Regions from separate parts of the Gossypium hirsutum genome. Here region 1 is linked to region 2. The links are chromatin contacts, called in public Hi-C maps. All regions are on one chromosome and are shown on one strand. Each heading gives the region's core, a stretch centred on a gene start, on an enhancer-like site or on the middle of the called end of the contact. The rest is flanking DNA. Distances are from core to core; before and after follow the strand shown. Region 1 holds the start of LOC121222356 (mediator of RNA polymerase II transcription subunit 6). Region 2 has its middle 18 kb from the start of LOC107915977.

Region 1 (2,866 bases), core at 63-2,562, 47 kb after region 2:
GATACTTACGTTTTTTAATTAGCATTTCTTATTATTATTATGATGATGATGTTTACAGCAGTAATCAATATTGTGATTAGTTAACACAATTTTCCTTTTTCTTCTAAAGACAACAAGGATTCGATTCTGGCCAACCTACGAGAGAATTTAGCTGCTCAACTAGTATATGTAGAGTCCCTTTGAGTGAGATGCTGCTATAGGAAGTCATTTGATTATGCAGCTTTTCTCGATTGCTGCTTTTGGATTTGTCGACCCAAAACCATATTCATCAAGTCAAGCTGGGGTTCCAGCAATGACTTCATCGAGGTAAAGATGATAACAATTACATTATTTTGCAGGTTTCCTAAACGGTACTGACAACATTTTACAATGAATTGCAGCTCTTACGAGAGGAACTTATTCCATGGGAAGAAAATCCACAGTGCAGTAGAAACACTCACAGAAAATGTTGGCTGCATTTCTAGAGGACGTCAAGATTTGGAGAGAGAAAGGAGAGTGTTGAGCATCGCCATGGCAATGGCATCGCATTGACCGCTTCACCACAATCATACGAAAGGAAACCGATAACTGTTCACCTCAAGTGGAAGATGTTGAGCCAGAAAAGAAAAACCATTTTGGATTCTTCTTAACTAAATTTATTCCAAAGATTTTGTGGGTTGGTGTAGTAGATCTTTAATATTTGAGATTTTTTTTTAATTTTAGATTACATTTCTTATCCATCCTTATTAAAATATTTTTTTTTGAGTTGGGGTTATTTTGTATCTCAATTCAATTAAAAATGATCACAATTGGTGGTTTATAAAAAATTATATTATTATGATTATGTTTTTGATCTTTATAAATCAATAAAAGATTACATATAATGATATTTGAATAAAAAAAATACTATTAATATGAGATTTGTGAGTGAAACAAAAGTCAGTATTTATATGTCATAAACTAGTGTATAAATATGTATATGATATTGTATAACTTCACACACCATTAATAAATTTTCTTATACCATTAAAATTAATTAATAAATAAACCATAAGGAGGTAAATCAATTTTTTTTATCAAACTTTAAAAAGGGTATGCATACTTTACCTCAGATCACTCATTTCCAACTTAATCGACAAAAAATAATAAATATAATAAGTTGTTTATATAATACTCGGTTAATCAATAGTCACATTTCATAATGGATGTCAATTAAATCGTTTATTTTCGAGATAATTTTAAATTAATTGACTCTTTTTTGATCAAAGAATAAAAAATCGCACTTTAATTTAAAAGTTTTAAAAGCCTATGTGTAAATGTACTATTCTATATTTTTATCAAGCTTTCTTCTTTGATGACAATGATAAGGAATGTCTATGGTTTCAAATAAAGTACAAAAAACACATGTTCTTATCTTTCTCATTGTATCGGAAAATTTTCTATAAAAACCCTTGCATAAATAATGTTGTCCGTTTTATTCACGACGTCGTTTGGGCCCTCATACCGTTAAAGTGTTAAATTCCAACTAAAACCTACCCGAATACATAGCCCCAAAATGGCGACGCCACCGGTAGCGCCATCACAGGCGGCAGCAGGGGGAAACTTTGAAGCACCACCGCCGCCAGCGATGCAGCCTCCTGGAACGGACATGACAGGTATATGTTTCAGAGATCAATTGTGGCTAAACACGTACCCTCTTGATCGAAACCTAATTTTCGATTACTTTGCCCTATCTCCGTTCTATGATTGGACCTGCAACAACGAGAAGCTCAGGATGCAATCCATTCACCCTCTTGACATCTCTCAACTTTCGTAAGAAAATTTAAAGCCTGGGTTTTAATTCTCGTTGGCATGTTGCAAGATTAGATTTTGTTTTTTGTTTTTTTCTTGGACTTGAAAATGTCAAAATTTATGAAACTCAGTTGTAGTTTTAAACAAATATTGATCAGGGTATATCAAAGGTCAATATTTGCTTTTTATTTTTACCCGAAGATGAGGCATTTTCTATGCAATTCTGCCGGAGGAACAGGAACGCATAGTTGCATATTTGTGATTGGCATTTTATCTACTTGGAAAATGTTTTGATACCTACCATATAGGTAACTTGATTTTGCAATTTAACTAAAAGTATTTCATTTGATTGGAAAACTTGATGATTATATCATAAATCATGGCGAAGAATCATAGTTTAAAGATTTAGTACTTATAAGATCAGTAATGAGATTTTCATTTCCCCTTTAATATAGGAAAATGACTGGGATAGAGTACATGCTTAGTGAAGTTATGGAGCCACACCTCTTTATTATCTGTAAGCAAAAGAGGGACAGTGCGGAGAAAGTAACACCGATGCTAGCATACTATATTTTGGATGGTTCGATATATCAAGCACCACAACTTTGCAATGTCTTTGCAGCTCGAGTTGTAAGTTCCGCTGTATTGTTTTCCTCTCTTATTTTGTATGTATAACAAAACAATGCTATCACCTAAAGACTCAATTGATCTCAGTCTGGTTACAGCATTCTTTTTGTTGGAATATTACCAAAACTGGTTTCCCGTTCATACGTCTTGGCCATTTGAATTCCTCACCTCGAAATGAATCTCTTGTTAAGAAAAAAACATCCAGAAATGAAAACAAAGAGAGAAAAAAAAGGGGTTTAATGAGTGGATAGAGTTTCATGGAATAGAATTCTATTGTTTTCCATCAGATATTATCATTCTATCTGTATTGTTCCTTCACATATAGTCTTTGTATGGATATCATCTTTTGTATATTGATAAATTATCCATGTGACAGGGACGTGCCCTCTATTATATATCAAAAGCTTTTACAACTGCTGCATCAAAGTTGGAGAAGATTGGATATGGTAAATCCCCCACCATTTTTTTG
Region 2 (2,729 bases), core at 140-2,639:
AACCTTATCATCTTGATTGGAGCTAGCACAATGACTTGGAGTTCAAAATCTATGTGTATCCATAGATTTTCAATTAGTGGCGAATAAACAATAAGGGAATATGAGGTATGCGGCCAAACGTTGGCCAAGCATTATAGGACCACCACCTTATTGATAAAGGGGTTTGATTAATTGGATCTTGAAAAGATATCTTGGGAGAACAACACGGAGGTAGATGGAATACAAGGAATTCCCAAGTTATAAAACTCGACTTTATATTTTAGATATGTCGAACGATCCTACATGGATTATACCCATAAAGAATTATCTGAAAGGAGGACACCTCCCCCATAGACCCATAACAAGTAGCCAAGTGTTAGGACACCTCCCACACTATTATTGCTAACCCACATTTCATTGCTTCTAAATGTTACCCAAATCTCAATTAGGCATTTTCAAGGAGAAAACATGATTATCTTCAACCAATAGTTGAATCCTTTTCATCAAACACTTGGTCGGCAAGCATGGTTCTTAGAAGGAATCTGAATTGATGTCACTTTCTTCCCTTGAATCTCATAATTTTTTATTCAATACACTGATGTATGTCTCCGATCGAGATATATCTGCTTCATTTACTACAAATTTTGATTCATTCACAAAATCATGAGCTAGAAGTTGAGTTATTGACCATCTTTCAAAAGGTTCCTAATTAGGGAGAGGGATAAGGGTGAGGGGAGGAGGGAGAGATAAGGATGGAGATTTATATGTTTTTTTAATAGTAATGTAATTATATTTATTTAATATTCATATTCATATTCATATAAATATTAATATTAATATAAAATTTAAATTTATTATTTTATTTTAAAAAATATTTATGTATTTATATATATAAATTTTTTAGAATTAGGATCAAATTTAGAACATTTGTAAATTTTGAGGGTTATTTTTTTAAAATTATGATTAATTCGATATAATATATAAAAGTTTATGGCTAAAATTGTTATTATACCTATTTTTAATTGTCACGTCAACTTGTCACTTTTGATTTTAATGAAAGTGACCAAAATGATCAAACTATAAAACATGTATGCTTAAATTGTAAATTTATTATTTTAAGTACTTAAAATAAAATTTTTTAATAGTTGAGTGTTGAAAATATATAATATATAATATATACAGATTTTTTTTTGAAAGCAATATTGGACTAGATAGAAAAAAAGAATAAAAAATAGGCCCAAAAACAAATGAGAAACAAGCCCAAAGAAAATAAAACAATAAAACAAAAACAAACTTAACCACAAACTTCAAAAAGAAAAAAAGAAATGAAAAGTCACTCTCTCTCTAGTCAAACTGGCACCTGGACTCCATCAAATCACCATTAAATTCCCATTAAATGCACTTACCAGATACCCACAAAATAGCAGTTTCCAAAACGAAAAAGTCAAAACCTGTCTGCTATTCTTTATTTTCCAGAAACCTCCTCCTCTCCAAACTCAAACTAGGGTTTGTCGTCTTCTCCTCTCCTCTGTTCTGCATACAAAATCCGGGACTCCACTCAGGTAAATATCTTCTCTGTTTTTCAAGCTTTCTTTAGCCAAATGATGAGCAAGAGAGTTTGCCTATCTTGAAATGTGCCTGAAAATAATCTGTTGGAAGTTCTCTTTATATTGTTGAAAGTTTTTAGTAATGGCTCCTATCTCCGATTTATCTTCACTATCTAGTTGGCTTTCTTTATTGTTGTCAATGAGTCCCCTTCGATTATCACACACTCTATCCCCATGCGAATGCCTAGTTGCAGCGCTTGATACACGCCTGACCTTCAACAGCAAACGAAGAAGAGATTGCTTTATGGCCCACAGCCATGGAAGCTAATATTTCCCCCAATAGGTTCCTCACCATCACCCCGACCCAAATCTTGCATGTTCACTGGTAGCAATCCGAAATACCCAGGTGACCCAATCCCAGAAACTATTATCCAAATTATTCAGCATCCATGAGAGATTAAGACTAACCCAAGTCTCCACTGATATAGGGTAATCACGAAACACATGGATAGAATCCTCCGTAGAACTGCAGCATCGTGGGCACAAAGTATTCTATCTAACTCATCACATAAAGACTTAGGTAATAGAAAACATGCCATTGAATAAGTAGGGATAGATTGAAGAACGACTTTAATGAATACCTTTTTACCCCCTTGAGATAAGACCCTAACGCTCCAACTTTCAATTCGCTTCTTGAATTTATCCTTAAAAAGTCGGAAAGATTGCTTTTTATTTCTCCCCACCAAATTAGGCAAACCAAGGTATTTTTCAGTATTATTCGATACATGCACCCCCAAAATCCCTGATGCAAGATACCTATCCTCGCTCAGAAGTATTTATACTGCAAACCACTATTGATTTATCGAAATTAACACATTGACCCTAACAACTTTCATATTCTCTTAAGATAGTTTTCAAGGTATGAGCCCCTTTATTATTTGTTTCTCTAAAGAGGACTCAGTCATTCGCAAAAAGTAGATGAGAAATTTTTGGGCCGCTCTTACTAGTTTTAGCGCCTCTAATTAGACCATCTCACATCGCTACCTTCATAAGGGCCGAAAGCCCTTTGCTGCAAATCAAAAATGAGAATGGGCTTAAGAGGTCCCCTTGTTTATGTCCTCTAGTTGGCCTAAACACCTTGCCAGTATTCCCATTTATTATGACAAAATACGAGACAAAGGAGACATATTTCTTCACTAAAGA

The links. Hi-C and Micro-C count contacts between places; a contact is called where the count stands out from the background.
Region 1: a Hi-C map of leaf shows a contact between it and region 2, with 2.1 times the contacts expected there. The contact joins the promoter of LOC121222356 here to the enhancer-like site in region 2. A contact is called at or near these places in 5 of 34 Hi-C or Micro-C datasets (callus, leaf, petal and 1 more).

Annotation. Positions count from the first base shown.
Region 1 is chrD10:6,691,739-6,694,604 of Gossypium_hirsutum_v2.1, forward strand. It overlaps LOC121222356 (mediator of RNA polymerase II transcription subunit 6), which reads left to right and starts at 1,313. Exons shown (of 5, transcript XM_041102975.1): 1 at 1,313-1,791; 2 at 2,226-2,400; 3 at 2,774-2,843. The coding sequence starts at 1,535.
Region 2 is chrD10:6,644,857-6,647,585 of Gossypium_hirsutum_v2.1, forward strand. No RefSeq gene overlaps it. Among protein-coding and RNA genes, the nearest start is that of LOC107915977, 18 kb to the left of the region's middle. Within about 2 kb of position 1,390, at least 6 of the 9 cell types and tissues checked have an H3K27ac peak or open chromatin away from gene starts, as enhancers often do. A contact at or near this core is called in leaf, where this site is marked.